Linked DNA regions of Anser cygnoides: region 2 is linked to region 1. A link is a contact called in public Hi-C data. All regions are on one chromosome and are shown on one strand. The core of a region is the stretch at or near the end of the contact, and the rest is flanking DNA. Distances in the headings are between cores, read along the strand shown. Region 1 holds the start of NECAP1 (NECAP endocytosis associated 1). Region 2 holds the start of LOC106048075 (alpha-2-macroglobulin-like protein 1).

Region 1 (6,416 bases), core at 1,932-4,431:
GGTGGAAGCAGGCTTAGGCCCCCTGATCCAGACACACGAGGCTTGGCTACTCCTCCTTTCTTTGTCGTCATGTTCTGTATACAGGGAGAGGACAAGTGAGGAACAGTCTCCACTGGCATATCCAGAGAAAGAAGCTGAGTCAACTTTGCTCCTTACCCCAATGTTCAGTTTGATGGTCTGCCCTTCCTTGAACCCTAAATCTAATTTGGGACGTGTGTCAGCTTCCTGAGACTCCCTGGAGATCTCAGTCTCCTGCTTCACCCACCTAAAAAGAAGAGAGGTAAACACAAGACACTGTGGCAAATGGGAGCAGAGCTTCAGAAAAATGCATGGTTCCTTTCCCCACTCTGCCAAAGAACTGTCATGCCTTGTCAAGCCAGCTACCTCACCACCCCCAGTGCAGTATAGCAAAAAGCTCAGAATACCACAAACCCAAGAGACTGTCTAACACTCCACCTGTAGTGTCATAGGACTTAAGACTAACAGATCAGACCCTGCAGGACCCTCAGCTTGCAGCACACTCAGAGCAGGGCTTCATGATCATCCTGAGGAAACCTGCTCTAAGAGGACATGCACCACCACCCAACTCATTCCAGGGGCCAGAGGAAAAGCAGCAGTCCAGAAAAGCACAACTCACTTGAAGTGATCCTGCAAAGATACGTTGAAGTCAAAGGCATCACCACGGTCCGTGAAACCAATGCCTATAAATGCACTTCGTCCTAGCAAGGAGACGGAAGGAGTCATTGTAGGTGCCTTGCAAATTGGCCCCTGTGTCCATTCACTCCAAAATCCTCCTGCTTCTCCTAAACCACTCTGTGCTACCTCCCTCTGAGACATCTGCAGCTGAACACAAGCAGCTCACAGAAGTTCATTGCTCCTAGCCTGTAAGATGCACTTTTCTCACCATGTAGCGCTCTCAGAAACTAAATGCTCCTCCCTGTACTCTGTGTACTGTAGAGAACCCTCCTCTGTTAATCTTACCTTCCTACCCCTCCAGACACCCTACCCAGACTTTTCAGCACTCCCCCCACCATCTCAATCCACCAGACATGCATGCAGCTCCATCAGGTATGTCTGATGAACGCAGACATACCTCAGCTCCATCCGTCTCCTCCACCCCGACACTTGGCATATACATGACCCCTCAACTTACCAGTCCCATCCTGAATCCGAATCACAAAGTAACGGCTGGAATCCGTCACCGTCTCCACTGCAATGCCAGGATATTGGTCTATGGGAGCCTGAGCAAATAGTTCCCCTAGAAACAAAGAATCAGGTATTAAGGAGAGCAAGCTTTTTCTAATGCATGTCCAGAGCTACCATACAGAGCTTTGAGCAGGCTTAGAAGCACAGAGCTTTGAGCAGGCTTAGAATCACAGATTCATAACTAGCAACCACAGTTACGGTCTTGCCAAACCACATCCCTTCCCTTACCTGAAACCTTATCTTCTAGTTTTATATATGCAGTTTTGCCTTTGGAGGTGACACGAAGTCGCCCTGTCCAGTCCGGATGGTCCAGTTTCCAGTCAGATGCCCTGAAAAGAAAAGCAACTGTTCACTGACCGTACTTCAACCCTTCCACTTCTGCCCATCCAGCTAAAGTCTCTGCTCCCAAACCTTCAATGCACGCAGCTGCCTTATTCCCCTTCTCTTCTCTAACAATATATAAGGTCTCAGCTCCTCTGTTGCTGCCAATCTACATGCATAGCTCTGAGCAGCCTACCTTTCTGCTGCATAAAGGGAAATAGATACTATCCAGAGAACATCAACTCTGTGTTTTCCTTTATAATATTGCAGAATAGGGGAGACTGAAACCCAAGAACTCACTTGGAACTGTAAACACAAAAAGCAACTTAAAATCATCAGGAAAATTCATTAATTTTCTGAAACATACTGAAAAGTCACTCCATTACTTTATCCTACTGTTGTAAAAACAGTATCAAGTACCTGTACATCTAGAGGCAGCTAGTTTATACTAGGTAAAACATCATACATGCAACCATCTTGGCTGCCCCATCAAACAGACTGTTGCAGAATGAAAGAAAAAAATAATAATTAAAAAAAAAAAAAACAGAAAAAAAAAAAAAAAAACAGAAAAAACATCAACCTACAGGAGTCTGCAAATGGAAATAAGCATCTGTGGCCAGGTACAGCATCCACACCAGCAGTAGATCACCAAGCCCGGCAAGTACCAGCAATACACCCTAGAGCTTCAGAGTACAAACCAATTTCTCCAGCAAGTCTGCAGGAGCAGCTCACAGTGACATGCCACTGGTTTTGGCTAAAGACAGAGAAGGTATTTCTAACTCCTAGACCTGAAATATTTTCATAACAATCATAATGAAGCTCTTTTGCCTTCCTCCCAGCTACTGCAACAGCCAACAGACCAAATTCAACATTTGGTTACAGCAGATTGGACTCGTGTCCGATACTGGGAACCTGGCAAATTGAGAGCAGATGTTGGCTCTGCCTGGAAAAAGCACTGGAAGTCACTTACGTGCTCTCATGTCCTGCGTACGACTAGCTAGGCAATCCCCCGTCCTCCGCAGTATAGGAGGGAATACTTCTGGTCTAAGGCACAGACAGCATACAAAAGACTATTCAAATTTATTAGAAACATTCAGCATGTCATCTGCGGCTGGGGCCAGCGGAGGCAGAGGTGCTAAGGCCTCAGGAAGTCCACCTGACCTGCCTAAAGCCAGAGTGCGGCTCAGCAGGCACCACGAGCACCTGCATCCCAAGCCCCTGCTCGTCCACGCAGAATTGACCGTGCCAGCTGACCGGTCGCTCATGTGAAAGTCGACCACCGACCCCCGGCAAGGCCTCCGCCGCCTCATCCTCATCCTCCTCCTCCTCCTCCTCCTCCTCCTCCTCCTCCCCGCCCCGCTGAAGCGGGCAGCGCCGAGGCCAGGCGAGAGAGGCTCGGCCGCCCCAGGCGGAGCGGGGACCGCGCACAGCCCCGCAGCAAGCACGGGCCCCCGGCCCGGCCCCGGCACCTGTATCCGCGGTTGGAGGTGCGCGGCGGGATGCGGTACACGTTGACATCGGGCTTCACGCAGAGGACGGACTCGTACTCCAGCTCGGCCGCCGCCATCTCGGACGCGAACCCCGGCACCCCGGCGCGGAGCGAAGGGTGGGAGCCTAGGAACAAGCGGCACTTCCGACCGCCATCTTTGATGCGGGCAGGCCCCGCCTGGGGGCGCCGCTACGCCTACGTTGGGATCGGGCCGCGGCGGCGACGGCGCCGAGGAAGGCATCTTGCTGCGCCCGGCCGCCATCTTGGAACCGGTCCTGACAAAGCAAGCGCGGCCGGCGCCATCTTGGCTCCTGGCAGCCCGCTTCCCCCCCTGCCTGACGGGGCGGCCATGTTTGGTGCGGGCTGACGAAGCCGCGCCGGGCGCCATCCTGTGTGCGAGCTCCCGTTTGGCCGCCGGGGCGCTGGCCTCGGTGCTGGCTGCGGTACCGCGGGGCTGAGGCCTCCCGTGGGGCGGGGGGCCGCGGGCAGGCAGCGCCACCAAGGGGGGTGGCGGCTTGTCGGCACCGGGATCACCGTGACACGGCGGGTGCTGGGAAGCCCTGGGTCGGGGCGTGCTGAAGCAGATCCCGCTGTTCTCCCCTTCACATTTTTTTTTTGATAAGGACTAATAGTGTGTAAACTCCCGTTGTTTAATAGTCACATACTCCCCGGTGAAGGTTGGTGTTGAAGTCTTCTGCTGTGCAGTGGCCTGTGAACTGAGTCTCTAACAATCCTAAATGTTCACTCTGAAAACTGGTAGAAAAGGTACGAGAAAAGGTGTAAGAAAAGTTTATAAACAAAGTTATCTTTGTCCCCACAGCCAGAGACAGACGTGGCATGGGCTAATTGCGCCAGGAAGTAATTTAAGCTATCTATGCAAGACAGTGAGTACAATTTATTGCTGAGACTATAAGAACAAATAAATGAAACAGCACTGAGTTTGAGGAATATGTATATATTTATTTTTTTCTGGTACGAAACAAGAGTTAATGCAGTGAGAGCTGAAACTGCATCTGGAGGTTTGTAGGAGGAACAGGGTGGTAGCAGTCAAAGAAACTGTCCTTGCATCATGCCAAACACCCAACTAGCCCAGCATTGCATCTCTGACAGTGCCCAGTGCAAAAAAAAAAACGAAACTCGGAAAGGGGGATTGTGTTGCTGATTCCATAGATCTGGTAAGTGAAACTGTTTTGAAGTCAACAACAGGAACAGTCTTGGGTCATTAAGACCAATGAAATAGCATACTTGTAATTTAACTAGCATATGTCAATGTAACTGGCCTAGCTTTAAAAAAAAAAAAAAGGACAGCTATATGAATAGATACACAGGAACGATGCATGACTGGTGTGAGCTAAGTACCTGAATCATGATAGAATTATGCAAATGTGCAACTTCTGTTTTCCCTTCGCCTCTTCCAGCTTGTTCTGTTTCTCTGAAGTAGAAGGGAGAGGCTGACACATTGCTTTGTGGCAGATGTTGATGCCCGGGGATCAGAGGTCCATACCCTGCTGTGTGGGTGAAGAAAGGCCTTGCCCTGCCAGGCTGCACACAATGACAGACAGGTACCTGCTTGGGAATAGAGGTTTGAACACTTTTGTACAACCTGCACAAGAAAATGTGGGAATATATGGAGTCTATACTTAATGCAGACATGCCACAATGCAAAAGAAAGCTGTGCCTCCCTACTTACAGTATGCCAGTGTTGTATTGCTTGTCAGACTGCCAGATTGAAGGCAAAGAGGTTGATGAGAGGCAAACCTTGGAGAAGAATAGAGCAGAGCTGTTTAAAGACAGTAAACAATACAGAATTACAGTTTCCTAGTATACTAGACTGGCAAGCTGTAATGTAAGGGCTTAGTGGGCCAGAAGTTGGGTGTGCATTAATTAGCAATATTTTATAGACTTTCCTCCTCTGGATTCATCTAATTGCTTTTTTAAACCTGTTCATACTTTTGGTTACCAATAATCATCCTTTAAGCCATGAATCTAATCATGCAAAATGTGGAAAAGTGTTGGGTTGTTTGCTTTTTAGTTTTGTTTTCAAACTTCTATCTGATCATTTCATTTGATATCTCCTAGTTAATGTACTGTTAAAATTTACATAAAACTATTACATAAAACTATTCCCCTCATATCCCTCATACTGCCACTTAGATGTCTTTTTTTCACAGGGCGAAACGTTCTCATCGGTTGAGCTTGTCCACCAGAAGAAACTATTCTGAGCCGTGACTGTCCGGTTGTCTACATAATTTCTGCTACTATAATTGTTTTTAAGATAGAGGACCACCACAACAGCCAGTATTCAAGATGCAGCTGAATACTTCCTGCTGTATTTACCTTTTGAATACCGTAGCATCTTGACATGGTTTTTAATAGAATTTTCTACAGCAACTGCTATGTTTCTTCTTTAAGTGGTAACTTACCTAGATTACACCACTCTATGTATAGTTGTGTTTGCTTTCCCAATTCAGTAATTCACAATTACCAACATTAAATGTCACCCGCCTCCTTATTGTGTTGTCATGTGCCACAATCCTCTTACAACTCTTGTAAGAGAGCATTTAAACAAGAGAGTGGCAAAGGGCCAACTTTTGTAAGCACGTGAGGAAAGGTGCACAGGGAGCACCAGGACACCGGGAATGTGTCTCCCCCATTTGATTCTATTGAAAGTTATCCAACAGGAAGCATAAGTCTTCTGTTTGGTTTGTTAGTTTTTCAAACAAGTGTCCTTGGGCCAAGAAAAAATAAAGCATTGCCAATAATAGCTTGAGGGTTTGTTTTGTTTTTACAGGATTAAGCAGTAAGGATGAAATCTTGAAGGAGAGCTTATTTAAAGTCTGACTGTGAAAGAAATGGAAGCTATAGGCTTCCCACAGAAATTGTTAATGAATGAGAACCAAAGAACAGCAAAAGTCTTGGCTGGAGCTCAATCATATGAGGTGAGCAAATACAAAGTCCTACACAAGTAAGATAAAATATCTAGTGCATACCAATGTATGAGTAGCCTGATAATAAAACATGGAGAAGAATCATTTCTGCTTTTGCTTTTTGTTTTGCTTTGCTTTGCTTATTTAAGAAATACACATATATATATATGGCATTGTCTAGGAATGCCCATGAAGCCTGTCTCTGTGGATGGACACAACATTTGGAATCATCCTTCTGTGTACAGGAAGGAAACCAGTCTCACAAAATGACTCACTAGACTGTTTAAAGGTTAATGCTGAGACAAGCATTTTTACAAAACAGTCCAAATACTATTTCAAATGGTACTTCCTTCACTGAAAATGCACTGGCAAAACATTTGACCTGAACACTCACCCAGTCCTGAGAACACTTTATTGCGAAGAGCTACTTTTTAGTTATGTATGATCCAGTTACGTACATACCGGTTTTGCCA
Region 2 (6,416 bases), core at 994-3,493, 380 kb after region 1:
GTCCAGCTAAAGCAGAATTCATGAAATAGCCACCCTGCTCACAATCCTTGAAAATATCCTCCTCACCTGGAAGTTTGTGCAATGGAAGAAGATGAGCTGAGAGATGGTCTGCGTGATCAGAGTCTTATTCCCAGCTTTGCTTTGCAACGATACTGTCACATGGATTGGGACTGCTTGCTTTCTGCTGAGCTGGAGGCACACTGTCTCTGAGAAGGGGTGGTAGAGCTGAGATGGTATTGCCACAGCATAATTTCTTTAAAAATAAAAAAATAAATAGATAAATAAATAACTCAGATGAAATTGATTTTCTGATGGGATGGGTTTTGACTGTGGGATTTGGGTACTTCTTAGTAAGACTTCTGGTTGCTTCATTCCACTGTCAAGATCCCGGTGGGACAAGATCACACTGTCCTCATCTATTGGTAATGTAGGCATTACCACCGAGGCTACAGTACATGCTGCATACACTTACAGAAAGAGACAGTCGCTGCTTCCAAAACCAATGCCATTTGTTGTATGAGACCCAGTGTACTGACCTCATGTCCCAGACACATCTCATAAACACATTTTCTTCAGCCCCTCACACACCCGCCCTCATTCTCATTCCAGATCTCACACATCTGTGGCTGCTATCATAGCTGTGCCCATGGGTAACACCAACAAGCTGACCATATTGTTTTATTTCACCTTAAATGGCACTGCAGCAGTTAGGACCAAAGAAACGCCAACATTCAAGGAGGTCTGAAAACTTACTACTGCTTACTGCCCCTAGACTGAGTTAGGTATCAGCACCTTTTGCAGCAACAGGAGTGCAAGGCCTTGAAAGATCAGACCAGCAGGGATATGGTGACGTTCACAGACGTGAACTGCTGGCAGTTCTCAGCTGGAGCTCATAACCATAGCAAGAGAGAGTCAAAGTCCTGTTGGCCAGGAGCCGTAAATGCTTTCACAATCAAGTGCTGTCAAGCTGCCTTGAGCAGCCTGTCTGCTGCTATTATTAGGGGAGATGATAACAGGTGCCAACATTTTGATTTTCCTTCTTAGGACGACTCATAGCACCTCCTGCCTGCCACTGTGCCAAAGGATGCGATGTGCACTAAAAGCTTACTTCTTGAACTTCCCAAACCTCATTTGCTCCTAATGGTCCCTCGGTGCACTCTCTACTCTAGAACATTTTCTCACACATCTCTGCTGATTCTTCCCATGTCCTTTCCTTCTGAGCTATAAAAGTACCACACAGCCTCTCTGAGGCTGTTTTTCCAGGATCCCTAGAGCCAGGCTAGATTACCTTCTGATGAAGCTACAAAAAATATTGACATACAGGTGTGACAGCAGCCTGCCTGCTGAAACCAGCAGTATTACCATCAAGGAAAGCTTCATGCTGAAGGCAGCAGTAGGAAACAAGCAGCAGTAAAGACGTATTTGATTGGAAGCTGTATCAGCCTATAGAGTATGTCCAAGGCTGTACTCCCACTAGAACGGGCTTTTAAAACTAAGCTTGTGCATTCCCACCACACGTGGCTTGAGAAAACTCAGCTAAGACCCAGTGACATATTTCATACTGTTACATCTACCGTAGGGAGCACACGGCCAGCTAAGGCAGAATCAACACACTGCTGTACAAAGATAATGCGTATTAGATACCTTGGACTCACATTTGCCCAGTTTGTAAAGGCACCCAGCTTTGTCTACTAAAGGTTTAAATGGCAACTTCTGACTCTGGGGAGAAAAGCAAAGCCCGGAACACAGTAGGACGCATGAGATGTTGGCAGGTCAGAATTAAACACATGCAGAAAGCTGTCAGGTTTGGTATGACCTGGGTCCTTGCAGAAATACCTGGTCTACACCATAGGCACCAGAGCGAGAGCCAAGTAGTAGGAGTAACGTGGTGGGGAGGGTGCATGAAGACCAGGTAAAACCTTGAGCGTATGAAAAATGAGAAACTCCTTCTGTCCTCTTTGGAAACACTGCCACCCCCCAAGAGCTCCCCCCAGACCAAGGCGCGTATGCGAAGCAGCTAAGGTTCTTACATCACTGCAGATGTTCCAACCGCGCTAGGCAGGAGAAGGATGCTGCCCCACAGGAGAGCGATGCTCCACATAGCTGAATGCAGGTTGAATCCCTCCACGGGAAGATGAGCCTCTCCTCTGCCCCGTTTTGCCCCTGTTTCTGCTGCTTTCTTTCTTCCCTCTGCCCCTCATCCAGAGATGAAGGACTATGCAGCTCTTGCTCTGACAGGGTGCCTGTCTCTTTCGAAAGCCTGTCTTGGCTTCGAAACCAAGAAGGTGGAAATCATGCTGTGCATGGCTGGGGCTGGGATGTGGGCGGGTGGAAGGGGTGGAGACAATGTTTATTGCCGAGGCACCAAAGGCACTTGCCCCAAGGCTTTGTAAGCCTTGTTGATATTTCTCTGGGAGATGTGTTTCTCTGCCTTATCTTATGCAGCATAGCTGATGACAGCAGGAATGCTCAGATACTTGATTTGGTATGGGGGTTTAATTTTTACAAAGGTGTCTTTAGTGGGATTTCATTATAGAGTCACAGAATCACAGAATGGCCGAGGATGGAAGGGACCTCTGAAGATCATCTAGTCCAACCCCCCTGCCGACCAGGATCACCTAGAGCACATTGCGCAGGGCAGCATCCAGGTGGGGTTTGAATATCTCCAGAGAAGGAGACTCCACAGCCTCTATGGGCAACCTGTTCCAGTGCTCCGTCACCCTCACAGTAAAGAAGTGACCCCTCATATTCAAATGGAAATTGGAAACATTCTTGGAAACATTCCTGGAAACATTGGAAACATTCTTGGGCAAATTTGTTTTTTTTTTTTTTGATGTCAGTTGAATTTTGTTTTAGGTTTGAATTTCTTCTGTAGAACTTCTTTATGTACTATTCATTTTGTATTGAAACTTAATTCCTGCCCTGCAGCCTCTGGCCAGGCCAATCCAGGGCTCCACATACAGCTCTTGTAGTGCCTCTAACTTCTCCCTGGAAGAAGGGAAGAACTTTAACACTTTATTATCTTTTAGTTGTCTTTCTGTTTCCATTTAAATTCTGAGGCAGCTAACTTGGTGACTATTCGGAGATGCAGAGCCATGGGGAATGTTTCTGAAATCAGATAGAATTCTGTTTTTTGTCTGGCTAATTTAGGCTTGAAGTCAAAACCCTGTTGATTTCAGAGAATCAAATGTATTCCCAGATCAGTGACATACAGTGCTTCAAACCTGCAGATTATTTGAATGTCTGTGCTAGGTGAAAGGTGCACATTGCAGTTACATTGCTCTGTGAGCTCAGAGAGTGGATACACATGCACAGACTCCATGCCAAAGTAAATCCAGGGGATTGCTTCAGCTGGGATCAAAGAGTGGGCAGACGGCAAATTCATTCTGTATTGTGTACCTTTGGTTATGATCTGCAAAACAACAGCTGTGGCCAAAGCAAGATGAGGACAACCACCTTCAAATAAGGTTGTACCTAGAAGGCAAATAGGTCCAAGCCCTGCTCGCTTCAGCTGCCACTGCTGCCATCCAGAAAAAGGAAATAAAAGTTTGCAGTACCTGATAGGAGTCTGAAGGAGATTGGTGGTGGTGTCACTGTAGAAATACCTTATGGTTGGATGAAGCTGTGAACTGGATCTGGCTGGGATGGAGTTAACTTTCCCTGCGGCAGCCCATACAGTGCTGCGCTCTGCACTTCACAGAATCACAACTTGTAGCTAGAACAGCATTGGTAGCACACCAGTGCTTTGTGTATTGCTGAGCAGTGCTGGCACAGCATCAAAACTGTCTCCAAAGCTCCCCAGAGCCAGTAGGCTGGGGGTTGGCAAGAGGTGGGGAGGGGACATCACCAGGGCGGCTGACCTAAACCGACCCAAGGGATATTTCATACCATGTGGTGTCACACAGCACTCAGCAGTAAATGGTGGGAAAGGGGAAGGAGCAGGGGGGGGCTCTCGTTATGAAGACGTCTGTCCTCCTGAACAACTTCTACACATATTGAGGCCCTGCTTCCCAGGATGTGGCCGAACATTGCTTGTTGATGGGAAGCAGAAAAGAGTTGTTTTCTTTCTCACTTTGCTTCCATGTGGTCTCTGCTTTTTTTTTTTTTTTTTTTTTTTTTTTTTTTTTTTGAGGTGGGGAGGAAATTAATTGAAAGGTTTTGAATTCAAGCAGTGATGAAAAACTGGATGAGGGGAAGATCACTAATAAAGCACAGTCAGAGAGTTGAGGATCCTTTTTCACAAGCTAAGGATAATAGCTGCTTTGTCTCCCGTAGGATGCTACAGCCAGAATCCAGACCAGCCAAAACTGAGGTGAGCTTTTCTGCTAAGTCCCTTTGAGTTTGGGTTAGAGGTCACCCACTCCACATGTCCCCCACAGTGCTCTGACATCCCACCACCTGGAATGCCATCTGAGCTTAGACATGGGTGGAGAACTGTGCTGTGTGGTCTTTACTCTGCCATTGGTGGAAGTAAGTAAATATTAGCTAGTGTCATTAGCCTGGAAGAGATATAATCTCCATATATAAACTTCCCCCACACTTTGGCCTTAGGAACATCTGAGGGGTGTATTTAGGATTGTTCCAGCCCATCAATACAGGCTACTCTCTCCTCCTGTGCGGATCTTGACAGCTGTCTTTCCCAGCCCAAGCAATGGGAGCACCAGTGCTCCTTTTAGCCCTGAACCTATTCCCAGTTGCAGCTGAAGCAAGCCTGGAACCGTGAGATTATCTTTTGGTTTTGGGGGGCTTGGTGGAAAGGACTGTCATTGAAGGGTGTGGTGCTGAGGTGCTGCACGGTTTAGCATCACAGAGCTGCATGCAGGGAATCTTGTTATTAGGGAGGCTGAGCAGAAGCAATTCCTTCTGAGTTAATTTGGAGCTCGGGGTGTCAAGCACTACTGCAGGTGAAGCCCCTGGTATATGCTAGTGCAGGCACCGCACTAGCAGTGCACTGTACACACTGAAAAGCTACAGAAGCCACAATTTTGCCTTCATTCATCCTGTGCTTGTGAGGATGCAATTTGGTGTGAGGATGAAATTTGCTGTGAGGCCTGAAGCCTTATGCCTCGCTCACTGAGTTTTCAGCTTCATTCCTCACCTAAACTTTCTGTTCTTGTGTACTTGCTGCTGGGGCAGCTGTGTCCTGGCTGGTGGTGACAAGACACATACCAGGAGCCATCTGGTTCCATGCTGGGCATGTTGCTTCTTTCTGGCATGGAAAGGGAGCTGCACCACAGTTCCTTCCCTGTAGGCCTCTTTAGACATTTCTGACCTTTGGTGTGCCTCTTCATGAAAGCAGCAGAGATTTATTCTGGCCTGTCCACCTCAGCCTCTGAATTGTTTCTGAACATCTGCTCTCTTCTAGTCACTACATGGTGGTGTTCCCTGCTGTCATTCGCCATTCCCAAGAGGAGAAGCTCTGCATTCACCTCAGCTCCCTGACTGAGGCTGTTCACCTGGCTGTCACCCTGGAGGTGGAAACCGAGAATCGCACGCTGGTGGAACAGGACGTGGAGAAGCCAGGTACTTTTGAGTGCATCACCTTCCAGGTGAGTGTAGCTGTGGTTGCCGACTTGTCAGTAGATGATCTTCCTCTCACTTCAGACAGGAGTGCTCTCCTGACTCACTGTCCTTCTCTGCCTTGCCATGAGGTTCCAAGCAGGTGAAGTATCTTTTCCTACCAGTTCCAGACAAAATACAAGTGTGTCCTAGAACCTAACAAAGTAGGCAATCTTTCACAGTGTAGATATATATTTTTTAATCTCTATCGGCTGATTTCATCCTGCTGTTGTAGTTAGCTGAACTAGCTACACTGAGGCTCTGACATGACTACAGAAATTTCAGTTACATTTCTGGAGAGACGTGGAGATGTGTCTGGTGCTGGGACTCTACAAACTCTCCCTGTCTCCTTCAGCACCATACTAAGTTGCTGTGCCTATGCTCTGATTGTCCTACAGATTCAGCAGAACTCGAGAAGGGTCTGTAGTCAATTCTGGTTCTTTTATCAGCAAGACAATATTTAACAAAGTGTTTGGTGCCAGGACTTAGGAGAGAGTGAATCCTGGTTCTGGAAAGCCAGGGCATCTGTAGTTAAAAAACAAAACAAAACAAAACAAAACAACAAAACAAAACAAACAAACAAAAACACTTTCCCCTGCTGAGCTTAGTCTTTCTGATAGTGAGATGTCCAAAGTTTTTGCCTGACCCTTATCTTTTTCCCATTACTGCCTTAGTCAGCTCCATATCTGTCTTCCCTATGTGTTTTTTTGTTTGTTTGTTTGTTTTGTTTGTTTTTGTTTTGTTTTGTTTGTTTGTAAAAAAATCTTAAATTTCTGTGACGGGGAGAATGATATGTCAGATGGTTCACTCTTACATTCATGAATAAAAGACAGATGGTGACTGCTTCTTCTTCAAGC

What was found. Hi-C and Micro-C count contacts between places; a contact is called where the count stands out from the background.
Region 2: a Hi-C map of liver shows a contact between it and region 1, with 9 times the contacts expected there. The contact joins the promoter of LOC106048075 here to the promoter of NECAP1 in region 1. A contact is called at or near these places in 2 of 7 Hi-C or Micro-C datasets (both in liver).

The regions. Positions count from the first base shown.
Region 1 is chr1:104,348,263-104,354,678 of Taihu_goose_T2T_genome, forward strand. NECAP1 (NECAP endocytosis associated 1) reads right to left here and starts at 3,182. Exons shown (of 8, transcript XM_013199889.3): 1 at 2,997-3,182; 2 at 1,435-1,535; 3 at 1,154-1,258; 4 at 638-719; 5 at 157-265; 6 at 1-74. The coding sequence starts at 3,094. It overlaps LOC125180824 (a long non-coding RNA gene), which reads left to right and starts at 3,266. Exons shown (of 4, transcript XR_007159729.2): 1 at 3,266-3,781; 2 at 4,435-4,578; 3 at 5,188-5,955.
Region 2 is chr1:104,730,902-104,737,317 of Taihu_goose_T2T_genome, forward strand. LOC106048075 (alpha-2-macroglobulin-like protein 1) reads right to left here and starts at 2,244. Exons shown (of 36, transcript XM_013199859.3): 1 at 2,031-2,244; 2 at 67-253. The coding sequence starts at 2,101. LOC106048076 (alpha-2-macroglobulin-like protein 1) reads left to right here and starts at 4,571. Exons shown (of 37, transcript XM_067005594.1): 1 at 4,571-4,719; 2 at 5,366-5,549. The coding sequence starts at 4,652.